Regions from separate parts of the Macaca mulatta genome. Here region 2 is linked to region 1. The links are chromatin contacts, called in public Hi-C maps. All regions are on one chromosome and are shown on one strand. The core of a region is the stretch at or near the end of the contact, and the rest is flanking DNA. Distances in the headings are between cores, read along the strand shown.

Evidence for each region. Hi-C and Micro-C count contacts between places; a contact is called where the count stands out from the background.
Region 2: a contact with region 1 is called in a Hi-C map of fetal cortex germinal zone, with 2.8 times the contacts expected there. The contact joins the promoter of KIF20B here to the promoter of IFIT5 in region 1. A contact is called at or near these places in 3 of 14 Hi-C or Micro-C datasets (blood, fetal cortex germinal zone and fetal cortical plate).

The regions. Positions count from the first base shown.
Region 1 is chr9:101,472,482-101,479,426 of T2T-MMU8v2.0, forward strand. It overlaps IFIT5 (interferon induced protein with tetratricopeptide repeats 5), which reads left to right and starts at 4,162. Exons shown (of 2, transcript XM_001086665.5): 1 at 4,162-4,257; 2 at 6,620-6,945. The coding sequence starts at 4,253. LOC144331165 (a long non-coding RNA gene) reads right to left here and starts at 4,159. Exons shown (of 2, transcript XR_013398118.1): 1 at 3,664-4,159; 2 at 157-1,113. IFIT1 (interferon induced protein with tetratricopeptide repeats 1) reads left to right here. Exons shown (of 2, transcript XM_028826635.2): 2 at 1-154.
Region 2 is chr9:101,750,311-101,757,255 of T2T-MMU8v2.0, forward strand. KIF20B (kinesin family member 20B) reads left to right here and starts at 4,124. Exons shown (of 33, transcript XM_015147654.3): 1 at 4,124-4,218. It overlaps LOC144331446, which reads right to left and starts at 5,683. Exons shown (of 4, transcript XM_077947982.1): 1 at 5,568-5,683; 2 at 3,642-4,263; 3 at 2,084-2,211. The coding sequence starts at 5,683. The coding sequence ends at 2,143.

The DNA.
Region 1 (6,945 bases), core at 2,912-5,411:
TTACATCTGATAAAATATTAGTTGCAGTCAACAATTAGTGAAACAATGTGTGTGTGCATGTAAGAAAGAGAGAAATCATTTGTATGAGTGCTATGTAGTCGAGAAAAAATGTTAGGTAACTTTGTAGGAAATAAAATATTGGACTTACACTAAATGTTTAATTCATTCATTTTATTGTGAAATAAAAATAAAATCCTTAGCTCCTCCATCAACTGAACAGACCCTTTTGGCCAAGGAGACCCCAGAAACCTTAAAAACTAAGTTTCCCAACCATGACGAGATGAGAGATCATTCACACCTCATTATATTCCCTCCCTTGCTAACTGCCATTGGACTTTTTCCACTGAGTTAAACAGAAACCCATGGAAAACAAAGAACAGAAAACTCACTCCTTGGCTGACTTCACCTAGCTCACTCCACCTAGCACCACGGCCAGACTCCCTTCCCCTCTTGCCGGTTCCACATGACAACTGATCAGCCTTCCCTCCTGATAAGTGACCACCGCCCACAGACTGGTTCTGGCCAGTCCATGGAGGCTGCACACAGGGTGCCTCAATGTCCTTTGTTTCACCTTTTGACATATGAAGCCTAATTTTGCTGCATTTTAATGTTAAGTCTCCACCATAAAGTGAACACAGACTGCTAGTAACATACATGCTTGTGTACCACTCTTCTGTGACTGCTCCTCATGAACATTCATAGCCCCCCATAACCTGTTAAATATGTGTGTCCAGCCAATCTACCAAGCATAAAACTTCTGTAATGCCCTCCCTCACTCCAAGAGCCTGCTTTTGGTTGCTGTGGTAGGCTCTGTTTCCCAGGCTGCAGGTTGTGGGAGAGGAGGCTGCAGTGGCTCATGCCTGTAATCCCAGCACTTTGGGGGGATGAGGCAGGAGATCACCTGAACCCACGAATTCAGGAGCGGCCTGGGCAACGGCAAAACCAACCATCTCTACAAAAAATGCAAAAACTTAGCTGGGTGTGGTGGCGTGCAACTGTAACTGCAGTTCCAGCTACTCAGGAGGCTGAGGTGAGTGGATTGCTGGAGCCGGGGAGTTTGAGGCTGCAGTGAGTCTTGCCACTGCACTCCATTCTGGGTGATAGAACGAGACCCTGTCTCAAAAAAAAAACACAAAAAAAGTTTTCTCCAAATGTACACTGCTTGTGATTTTATGTCAACATCATCAACAAATAGCTTTCAGTGCAAGAAACCAAAAGTACTGTAATACACAGGCAAATATTCTTCCCAAACCTCATGCTGTTTACAATCTAGTGAGAAACACAGATAGCAGTACACAGTCAATTAAAGGTCAGCTTTCTCCATGAAGATGTTTCAGGTTTAATTCAACGTGAAAGTGTTCCAAGGAGTTTATCTTGTTTTATGCCATTTTATTTGAAGCACTATTTACTAAGTCATTTGCTGATATTAATCTAGTTAAATCAAGAAATATTACATGAAAGGTTGCTAAATAATCAGAGATCATTGGTAACAATCACCTTTGATTATAAATAATCACATTTTATTGAAAGGCAATGCACAACACATAATATTATAAGAAGGAAAAAATAAAGAAGCAATGTTTTTGAGCTTTCATTCTTGTATATGTTTTAGGGGAGAATATATTAGCTTCCTGTAGTGGCTGTGATAAATTACCACAAATTTGGTGACTTAAAATTTCACAGATTTATTATCTTACAGTTCTGGAGGTCAGAAGCCTGAAATGGTTTTCAATGAGCCAAAGTCAAGGTATTGACACAGCTACACTCCTCCAGAGGCTCTAGGCCTTTTCCAAATTCCAGAGGCTGCCTGAATTATTTCACCCACCTTCAAAACCTACAGTGTAGTAGCTTCACATCTCTCTCTCTCTGCTTCCTTCTTCACATCGCCTTCTCTCCTCTGACTCTTTTGCCTCTTTCTTCTAAGGACCCACCAGGTCCACCTGGACAATCCAGGATCATCGCCCCATCCCCACATCCTTGATTTAATAACATCTGCAAATTCCCTTTTGCTATGTAAAGTAACATGTTCACAGGTTCTAGAGATTTGGTCATGGATACCATTGGGGGGGCATTATTCTTATTACTACAGAGCACCCCAAGAAAATCTCCAAATTTTGGGCTTCCAATCCATTTTGCTTCAATTATTTAATATTGTTACTCCTTCCAGTAGATATTGATTTCATCCATTGTCCTGACAGAGATTATGGCACATCTCAAATTAAATGCTAAATTTTCACTGGAAGTACATTTTTTGCTTCAACTTTTATTTTAAATTCAGGGGTACATGTTCAGGAGGTTCAGGTTTGTTACATAGGTAAACATGTGCCATGGTGGTTTGCTGAACAGATCATCCCATCACCAACATATCATCCCATCACCTAGATATTAAGCCCAGCATCCCTTAGCTGTACTTCCTGATGTTCTCCCTCCCACCAACCCCACCTCCAACAGGCCCCAGTGTGTGTTGTTCCCCCCTGTGTCCATGTGTTCTCATCATTCAGCTCCCACTTATAAGTGAGAACATGCAATGTTTGATTTTCTGTTCCTGCATTAGTTTGCTGAGGATAATCATGGGAAATACTTGCTCTGTATTTAGATTTCATAAAATTTGCAACTTAAAAAGTAGATTCATGTACCTAAGTTTTTCCAAATATTCTTTAAAGTTTTCTATTAACTTATCAGTTTTTAAATTTATATTAAATTAAAAATCAGGTCTTTAATAGCCACATGTGACCAGCAGTTTCTGTGTAAGACAGCACAACTGTTAGAAGTGATTGCCTTAAATGAGGCACTAGCTTCAGGCACTAAGTCTTAGGGGGTGGGGTGCCAAGAAGCTCAGTGATCAAGGTAGACAATATTTCAATGCAATATGTTTTTAAAAATTCAAAATCAGGCCAGGGATGGTGGCTCATGCCTGTAATCCCAGCACTTTGGGAGGCCAAGGTGGGTGGAACAATGTTTAAGGATTAGAAAAATGTTTGAGCCCAGGTGGTGGAGACCAGCGTGGGCAACATGGCAAAACCCCACCTCTACAAAAAATAAAGTAATGAGCCCGACATGGTGGTGGACACCTGCAGTCCCAGCCACTCAGGAGGCTGAGATGGGAGGATCGCATAAGCCCTGGAGGTTGAGGCTGCAGTGAGCTGTGATCTCACCATTGCACTCCAACCTGAGCGACAGAGTGAGACCCTGTCTCAAAAAAAAAAAAAAAAAAAAAAAAAAAAAATCAAAATCAATGCAAAAGGTGAATTACGGACAGGATATTGAGATTTTGAATACAGACATTAACTCAGTAAGGGTAAGGCCCGAGTCTGTTTTCTTTATTGTTATATTGACAGTACTTTGAACAAAGTCTGGCTCTTACAGTTGTTTGTCAACATCTGCCGAATGAATTCAGAGGGGACAAAATGTTTAAGGTATGGGTGGGTGTTTGACATTTTCTGCCTAGATCCCAATACCACTCTCGTCTTTATTGGGTACTCATTACACAAAGCACCATTGGCGAAGGTTGGAAGAGAAGCACTCTCCTACGATTGTGGGTAGGAGTGGATTTTTAAAGCTATTTGGTAATATCCGTCAAAACTTAAAATGTATATAGATTTTAACTCCAAATTTCTCTAGCTTACACCCAACAGAAATAACAGCATAGATGTATAGCATTACCGTGTTTCTTGTTGAATCAAAAGACTGGAGTGGAAGCAGGGACTTCAGTTTCCGCCTGTAATCCCAGCACCTTGGGAGGCAGAGGCGGGTGCATCGCTTGAGATCACGACTGAGTGACACAGTGAGACCCTGTCTCAAATAAACAAAGAGTTAAACGGGCAGCACGCGAACTCAGCGGACTCAGAGAGGCAGATAAGAGCCGAGACCAAAGTGCAGGAGCCCAGCTGCAAATTTAACTCCGAAAAACCCTGGACTTCGCAAACGTCTGGCCGCGGCTCTTGAGCTCTTCTATTAAGTTTCGGATTCTGAAGCTTCGTTAAGTTTCCATTTCTTAAGTTTCGTTTTCTGAGAGCTCGGGCATCACATTCAATTTCCAGTTTCCTCTTCTAGCTGGGGTTGGGGTACCTCCTTTAACAAAGACGGGCCGCGCGGCCGACTCCTAGGGCTGCCGCGGCCTGGCGGGCGCGCGCGCGCACGCGCACGCGCACCCGCCCTCCCACTGCGCGGCTGCCCTCGGTCCCAGGTGCTGAGGAGAGAGAGAGCGCGCGAGGAACTGCGCCGCCCTGACGGCCTGCAGAGCGTTGCCATCATGAGGTAAGAGTTTTCCTCTGCCTCTCCTCCCAAGCCCCGGGTTGGCCTTTGTTTCAAACCGGGCATCTTTTATTCATTTCCAGCGCAATTCTGCGGCCTTTTCAGGGGCCAAGCCCCTCGCGCCCGGCAGCCAGGCATCTGCGTTGGGGACCCTCCCCAGGCGCTCTGTCCCGGCGCACGGCGTCTGAAGTCGGGCCTATCGGGGAGGGTGGCCGAGTGGACGCTTCTCCGGAGTCCGGTCCCTCTCGAGCGCCTGAGGAGGCCAGTCAGGGAGGAGGAACAGGAGATGCTCCCCGGCAGCCTGCCCCATCCCTGGCGTCTGCGGTCGGGACTGTCAGGGCATGTGCCGAGCGACGCTCCCCCAGGAGGCCTGTCCACCCCGCGCGACCCGACGGCTTTTCTCGGAAGCGGCGACGGAGACCGTGCGGGGCACGCGGACGCCGCCTCCGGGAAACTGGTCAGAGCCTGCAGAGCCCCCGGGGCCGTTCCGGGGGCAGCTGCTACATGCAGAGTCTCCTTAGGCCCTATCGCGTGCCTCTGTTTCCAGCTGCCATTCCCTCGGTGTGGCATACGCGGTTTCGCCGCAGCCCTCCAGGTGTCACATTCGCCTGCCACTGCCATTTTGCCTTTCTGATTTCTGGGTCTGAGTTCTTCCCTTCCGGGGAGCTACCTCTGTACCAAGCACAGATTGTTATCATCCCACCCAATCCGCTATTTTATGAGGATTTCTTTATCTGACTCCTTTACTGATTCAGTATGATGGCGTCCTTTTCTTAATCATTTTGTATCCCCAGGGGCTAGTACCCTGCCCTGCACGTGGTTAGTGAACCTTCCGCATTTAATGAGTTGAGGAATAAGAGGTTAAGGTTAAGGTCTTGGGCTCTAAAAGCAGATAGTCCCTTGTTCTAAATCCTGACTGAGCTCCTACTAGTTGAGTGACCACAAAGTTTCTCAAACTCTGTGAGTCTGTTCCTTATCTGTAAAAATTAATGGTGACCATCTCTTGGGACTGTGGAAAAGGACAATAATAAATCCTAGCAATTGACTGCTTAGCACATAATTCTTGCACAATAAATGTTAACTATTCTCATTATTATAAGTTAAAAAAAAGTTTAAGTGCCACCCACACATCTAACTTTTTTTTGAGATGGAGTCTCGCCCTGTCACCCAGGCTGGAGTGCAATGGCTCAATCTCGGCTCACTGCAACCTCCGCCTCCCGGGTTCAAGCGATCCTCCTGCCTCAGTTTCCCTTGTAGCTGGGATTACAGGCGTGCGCCACCACTCATGGATAATTTTTTGTCTCTTTAGTAGAGACGGGGGTTTCACCATGTTGACCAGGCTGGTCTCGAATTCCTGACCTCGTGATCTGCCGCTCTCAGCCTCCCAAAGTGTTGGGATTATAGGCGTGAGCCACTGTGCCTGGCCACATGTAACATTTTTAAGAAAGGAGAGTGCTATCAGGATGGGGCTTAAAAAAAAAAAAAAAAAAAAAAGAGGGTGGTGTGCACCGTACATATGCAGGATGGGGAGGAAAAGGGCTGGGCCCCATTGGGGACTGTCCCCCAAGGACAATGAAAGACTGCTTCTTCCTAGCAGAAGAACAAAATTACTGAAAGATACCCTCTTCTGATGCAATAGCTTCTCTCTTATCAGCTTCCCAGAGACAGAGTTACAAAATTAAGTAGACAAAGTTTAAACAGTAAAAATTCTCATGGTGTCCAGTTGTGCATAAATTCCAGAGCCTGGACAAACCACTTCAGTACCTGATTGAATGTCCCTTTGAGATCTTACAACCACATTCATAATACCTGAGCAGCCCTCCTCATCCTCCTTGGGCTGGGCTGGTAGAGACCTTCAAAACAAGCGTTTGTTTTAGGCAGAGGGCTGGTAAAGCAATATTGTGGATTTGAGCAGACTGTAAGGACATGGCATGTCTTGCCCATGTTTTTGGTACAGTTATACTAGAGAAAGGAACAATTACCAAGGAACAATTTTACCAGGTTTCCTAGTCAGAATCAGTACTCAATACAGAAATGGAATTTTCATATTAATTATTGAATATGTATATCTTTATTCCTAATTTTCAGTGGTTTAGTGATTGCCAAAAGGAAATAGATGCATGTAATACAGAAAGCTCTGTCATCTCTCCAGAACTGTTTTTGCAATAAATAGTGAGAATTTAAATGAAATATTTCTAGGACATAACTGTACATAGAAGAAACTCTAAAGTTATGGGAACCTAATGCTTTAACTGTAAGATCAAATAGGGATAAAATTAGTTGTTATGCAAAGAACAATATTTCAGGTTTAGAAAATTATTTCTTGTATTTCTTCAAAAATTAAAAAGTATTTTATCTTTGACAGTGAAATTCCTAAGGACCCCTTGAAGGCCATTCTGTTGGAGTTAGAATGTCATTTTACATGGAATTTACTTAAGGAAGACATTGATCTGTTTGAGGTGGAAGATACAATTGGGCAACAGCTTGAATTTCTTACCACAAAATCTAGACTTGCACTTTATAACCTATTGGCCTATGTGAAACACCTAAAAGGCCAAAATAAAGACGCCCTTGAGTGCTTGGAAGAAGCAGAAGAAATAATCCAGAGAGAACACTCAGACAAAGAAGAAGTACGAAGCCTGGTCACTTGGGGAAACTATGCCTGGGTGCATTATCACATGAACCAGCTTG
Region 2 (6,945 bases), core at 2,874-5,373, 280 kb after region 1:
CCTCCCAAAACATTGGGATTACAGGCATGAGCCACCAAGTCCAGCTAGGACACATTAAATTTTAAAAAATGTTTATCACAAATTCAAAAAGATCTTATAATAAAAAAATCTCACCCTTTCACATCTCCAGGCCTGCTTTCCAGGGGCAACTATTCTTATAATTTGTTTTTAGTATTTCTGGCAATTACTATACCAAATACTGTATCTTTAAATGATACGCTCCTCCTAATGTTATTTCTTCAGGTATCAATTATAGATATCTATGTACTTCCTACAGACAAGCACTTAGCTCTAGATAGTTACATATATTTTTTCCTGTACCAGTTACCTTTGCACACTGAAATGATATGCTTAAACTTCTACATCCTGTTGTCTCATTTCTTGATTTGCACTTTGTAAGATTCTGGTATTACAGACTAAGACTCAATCCTTCTTGTTTCTTCTCTTCCTACACTTTTCCTTCCTACCTCTGCTGAGCAAAACCTAGGCCTTAGAGAATATAATTCTAGCTCTTCTTTAGCATGTCATACAGGGCCCTTTATGATCTAGCCTCTGCCTACTTTTCTTATCTCCTGCCATTACCCACTTCAGCTAATGTTCACAGTCATGCTGAAGTAGGTAGTTTTTGGAATCTTTTGTGAACTCTTGTTCTTTTTATCATTGTCTCACAGCTTTCCATGGCCTGGAATGGCCTCCTCCTACAATTCACTGGCAAATCCCAATCACTTTCTTCAGCCTACATGCTACATTAAGAAATCTTCCCTAGTAGATGTCCCTTATTACATCAAAAAGTATTTTATTGAGTACTTGTTTTGTGCAAGGTACGGTTTTAGATGTGGGGGCTATAGAGGACCAAGATAATAATGAGTTTGCATTCTAATGACTTAATAAACAGATTTAATAAATATTACTACCTTACTACCATTATGAAACCTACTATGTGCCAGGATTATACTAAATAACTTACATAAGCTATTTTAATCCTCACAACAATTTTATGAGCCCTATGAGTGGCTGGGCTTGCACTCAATCTCAAGTCTGACTTCACAGCATTACCTTTAAGCTATGCTCACTCTGCTCCCATTACTCCCTGTTCATTTCTATTATAGCATTTGTCATGTTTTGAAATACTTTGCATATGGATTTCCCCATATGAACCACAGGAGATAAAAAAATTATTTTCAGGATGGTATAGAACCAGTGCCATTCTAGATGTACACGAAAGAAGTTAATACATTATATATAATGGCTGCCTAAAGGCTTAGGGATTAATTGTCTCTTGAAATCCCAGGTTGAGAAGGGCTGCTTTAGAAAAAGGCCTGTTAAGGGCCTCTCAAGGGTAGAGAAATCTGCCACTTAGTGGGTGACTGATAAATTTTTGTTGAACTTGTTATTTAAACCTTTGTGATTAATACATCCTCAAAAGTATTATTTTGGGATTGAAAAGTGAGTTGCTTCAGTCTTGCTTCTAGAAATGGCTTTGCAGTAGGAGTTAAGCACTTAGTATTTTCTTAAGAGAATTCCAGGGGTGTTGGATCCAAACTTTGGGAGGAGAAAGAATGCATGGACTCTAAAACCAGATCACCCAGATTCAAATTCCAGTCTCACTGTTTGTTATATAAATTGAAACAAGTTATTATTTAACATGTGCCAGATACTTTTATAAATACTTTACACTATTACCTGATTTAATCTTCAACATTTCTATTTAGTAGATACCTTTACTCTTTCCTTACTAGCTCCACGCCTCAGTTTCCTCTTCTATTAATAGGAGTTAACAACAAATTGCCTTACAGAGTTACTCTTAGGATTAAATGAGTATAAAGTGCTAAGAATACTACCAGGCATAAAGGAAGTTAGCTATTACTAACAGTAGAGACTGTGGCCAGGGCAGAAAATCACTTTGATGTAACTTAACTTACCAAATTTTCCATTTTATGTTAATATTCACTTCAAGGGCACAGATGGAATTCTTTGGAAAGGGTACTAAATCTTAAGCACTTCCCAATCAAGCTGGCTCTGCATCTCCCTAAGGGAAAAACCCAGCAGCTGGTGCTGAAATGAAAAACGTAGGAAAAAATACCTCTAAAATCTGGTCACTTTTCTGCAACTCCTCTGCCATCTTCCAAGTCCACATTATCATTATCTTTTCCTGGAATCTCTTGCAACAGCATCCTCCTTGGCTGCCTCTAGTTTCTCCAGGAGATTAACCTTTTCAAAAGATAGACGCACATTGGATTGTACCATGCCCATGCTTAAAACCGGTTATCCAGTAAGCATTTCATAATACTCAAGTCAGTAACTTGGCTAAGACTCACAGGGTCTGGCCTCCGCCCATGCCTCCAGATTCACTCCCCCGACTCCTCCCCATGGTCTCTACCCAGCCACATAAGCCTTCATTCATTGTTCAACAAAGATTGATTTGCTTGTCTTGTGTTACAGTCATTGAGGATACATTAGTGACCAAACAAAACACAGTTCTTCTACTCACAGAACTTACATTTTATGGGGCAGGGGAAAAACAACAATTGCTAGTTGTAAAAAGTATAAAAATGAAATTGAACCTGCAAATAAAAAAAGAGTGCTCACTTGAGATACAGTAGTCAGGAAAGTCTTCTTTAAGAAGGTACTATTTTAGATGTAATCTAAAGGATAAAGGGAAGTGCCACGTGTTGAATGGCGAAGAGAGAATTCAGGAAGAGGGAATAATCCATGCAAAGGTTCATACATGCTGGAAAGAAGTTGTGTTTGAGGTATCCAGAGCAGATCACCTTACTGTACAGTTAGTGGGCAGTGAGGTTGGCTGACACCTGATTGTGCAGGGCCTGGGAGGCCATGGTAAAGATCAGAATTTTATTCCTTTTTCCCCCTCCTCTTATTTTAGAAAATCTCAGTTATTTTAGAAAGTTGCAAGACTAGTACGATGTACACCATTATACCCTTCACCTAGATTCACCAATTACTATTATTTTGCCACATTTGCTTTCTCTATTTTATTTTTTTGCCATATCTTTTGAAAGTAAGCTGCAAACACTGTGACACTTTGCTAACTACTTTAGCAAGCGCCAGCGCCTTCCAAAAACAAAGGCATTCTTCCACTTAACCACAAATTCATTCTCACATGCAACCAATTTAAAACTGATTCATCTAATATGTAGTTCATATTTAAATTTCCCCAATTGTCCACAAATGTATTTCGCATTTTTTTTTAAATCTATAAACCAACTAAGATTCACAGATTTCATTTGGTTTCTTTTGACTCTCGACTAAAGCAATTTTCCACTTCGTTTTTTTCTTTTTCCTGTCATGACACTGACACTTCTGAAGAAGAGCCTAGGCCTTTTGTCTTGTAGAATGTTCTACATTGTTTTTTTCTGATTGTTTCCTCATGATTAGATTCATGTCAAACATTTCTAGTACAAATAGTATCAGGTGCTATTAGCGGTGCTAAGTATCTTCACTTGGTTAAGGTATGCCTAATAAATCCCTTCAGTGTAAAATTCTATTTTCCCTTTATAATAAATGATCTGTAGGGTGAAATTCTTTGAGATACTAACATCCTCTTCCCCGACAACCTTTCAGTTAATGTTTTGTTTTAGCATCTTGCATTCATTAGTTTTAACATTCATAAGCTTACCTACATCAATTTTGAGACTGGCAGTTGCACAATGGGGATGCAGCGAGGGAAGTGACCCTCCGGACCCCGGGATGCCGAGTCTTTTCAGATCCCGTAGGGACAGGACTGGGAAGTGGCTAGCCCTCCATTCCTCGGCCAGTCCTTGGGGAGTCGCAGGACTAAGTGCAGTGGCAGCGGCCTCACTTCGGGCCTTCGCCACATCTTTAGTGCCTCGAGGACAGAATCGGAGATCGGTGTCACAGTCAACAGCGTGGGACTTAACGACAGCCGCGAGGAAGCACACTACTAGTGCCCGACTAGCCGAGCTGCTAGGTAAACGAGACCGTCGGCACCCGGGCTTCCCACGCCTGCTTCCGCTCTTTGGCTGCCCGCTTTTCAAGACCCGCCCCCACATTGGAGAGCTTCTTCCGGGAGCCACTAGAAAGTCCGCAGCGCCAGCCGGCGGCGCTCCCTGGCGGAGCTCCGGACGCCACACCCACTCCCAGCGTTCAGTGCGGTGCCCTGGCCGCCATTGTTTGAATTTGAAAACGCTAACATCGCAGTGCTTCTCGCGGGTCCGGCTAACCAGGCGACGTTTGCAGGTGAGAAGGTGGCCCGGGGGAAGGTGTAGGGAAGGAGGTGGGTGACTACATATTTATGGGGCCTAAGGTGGGGAAACGGCTTTGGCAATGTGGACATGTTCCGACAGTGCTCGTACCCCCGTGGAGGTTACTGTCAGGAACTGGGTTGCGGAGTGATGGGAACACCAGGTACGCAGCGAGCATTGAGTCATACTATTTCGGTTAGGGTTTAAATCTCGCCTCCAGTGCTTATTAGTTGAGTGACGCAAGACAATTCATTTACTCTCTCTGTATCTTAGTTTTCTTATCGGTTAAAAGGCGGCAATAAAGTATCGATTTCTTTCGGCTTTTGTGAAGATTAAATGGTAATGTGTAAAGTTGTTAGTGCTGGCACACAGTAGTTACTAAATGTTTGCAGTCATTAATGTTATTATTGTTGTTGCTTCTGTTGTTGAGAAACAGGCCTCTTTTGCCGCAGCTAGTTTTCTGAAGCTCTGAGGTGAGCAGTTTGCTCGGCAGGTAGGTAACACGGCCTTTTTGCGGGGGGAGCCGTGTGGTGGCCTCTGTGCACTTATTTCCAGACTACTCCTACTGGTGCTTGAGGCTTGCCCTTCTAGGGTTTTGCAGTGCCAGGCTGAAGAGTTCGTGGCACAGTGACTGCTGTTATTTCTCAGTTTAGAAGGCTTTCTCCATCTCGATTCGCTTCCTGGTTCAGTGATGCCTGTCTGGCACAATTCTCTAATATTTTTTGCTAAAGTACTAGTTTACACAAGTTCATGCCTTATGGGTTAGGTAGTGTAACAGTGTATGTGTTTTATTACATGTCCAAGACTCCAGATTTTAAATTGTAAAATAACGTAAAATACTCATCAGTTAGTTGTGAAGACTTTTTGAGGCTGTGTGTTGTAGACCACATTTAGAAACCTCATTCAGTAACAGATTCTACTATTTTTCACTAAAGTCTCCAATTGCGAATTCTTATTGGAGAGAAGATAAATAAAGATGCAGTTTTCCAGTCAGAGCAGCCTTTTGAAATGAAAAATGAGGTCTTGAAGCCTGCTGTCACGAAATATAGTATTGCAGATTAGGACCGATTTTTTGGGGGGGGAGGGGAGAAGAGTTTTTTCTTTATAACCATTATTTTAAGTCATTAGTCAGGGAGTCTTTATCCCTACATAAGTCACTGAATTTGTTGTAGGGGCTACAGAGTGGTATAAGATAAGGTTCTTGCCATCAAGAAGTTTCCAGTTTAGTTGGGTAGGCCATGTATAAGTAGTAGTCATATAAAATTGCAAGAAGTTACATCTCAACACTTTTAGAAATGCTAGGAAGTAGTTTGTTCATTGAAAAATGAGCATATGAACAAATACTTTATTATAACTGCTTTTCGTACACAGGAATATTCTTGAAACCACAGATGTTTTTTAGTTTTCTGGGCATTTCCATGAACTCTGTGTTTTGAAATGTCAAGCCGGTACTTTGACATTTTGCAAATGCTCCCCGCTCTGCACCCCTTTCCCCATGATCTAGATCGGTGCTTTCCTTAGTCCTTTTGCAATTTAGGGGAAAAAATCCAGCCACGTTCTTGTGATACGTTTAGGAATTTCAGCCTGATCAAGGAAAAAGATTGTCAACAAGGTGACAGGAATAAACAAGGACTTTGACAGAATTGTAGGCAAAGGAAATCCCTCTCAGTATGGGACGTTTTCTAGACCAGGGTGAGGGGCCACCATCCAGAGGGGAAAGAGGGCAAGGGGGATGGGGAGTGGGGAGGAAAGAATCATAGAGGGGCTTACATGTCTAAGTGATGTTGCACAGTGGAGAGTCTCTAGATCATAGAACTCTCAAGGGCAGCAGCAGCTTGGGGGTCTTGATAATCCCAGGTTTTATGTGTCTGGCAAATGTTGGGTGCAGTTTCATGGGGCGTTCAAACCTGGCAGGTTCTAAATGGCTAAAAATATGCTTATTTTGGGCCATATTGAAAGTAAATGGATGCTTCAGAATTTGAGTTTGGCACCCCAGCAGGCTTTTTTTTTTTTTTTTTTTTGAGACAGAGTCTTGCTCTGTTGTCAGGCTGGAGTGCAGTGGCACGATCTTGGCTCACTGCAACCTCTACCTCCTGGGTTCAAGTGATTCTCCTGCCTCACCCTCCTTAGTAGCTGGGACTTCAGGCGCACGCCACCACACCCGGCTAATTTTTTTGTATTTTTAGTAGAGATGGGGTTTCACCATGTTGGCCAGGATGGTCTCGATCTCCTGACCTTGTGATCCACCTGCCTTGGCCTCCCAAAGTGCTGGGATTACAGGCGTGAGCCTCTGCTCCCGGCCATAGGCTTTTTAATTTTTATTTTAAACATTTATGGTCTTTGATCCAGTGGGCGTTTGAGCTCAGATCCCTACCAGCTGTGAAGAAGTATACAATTTAGGGCCGTCATGCAAGGGCCATCTTTGGTTCATTTTGTATAATACCTGTGGGTTTTGCTCGTTACTACTTTCTTGAGCTAGGGACCTTAGTTTGGGAGTCACTGATGTGGATATTTTATAATCTTGTCAAAAAACAGCTCAGAGTCCTCCCCCTCTCTCTGGTATTGTACATCTAGTAGATTCTCAGTAAATATTAGAATGTTAGTATTTTTTAGTTAATGTTATCCTTAAGTTTACCTTTTAGTTTAGTGATTTTATGTTTAATTCAATTGTAATAGTTTACTGATGCATTATTCCTATTTAACTTAAAACCTGTGATGTGTC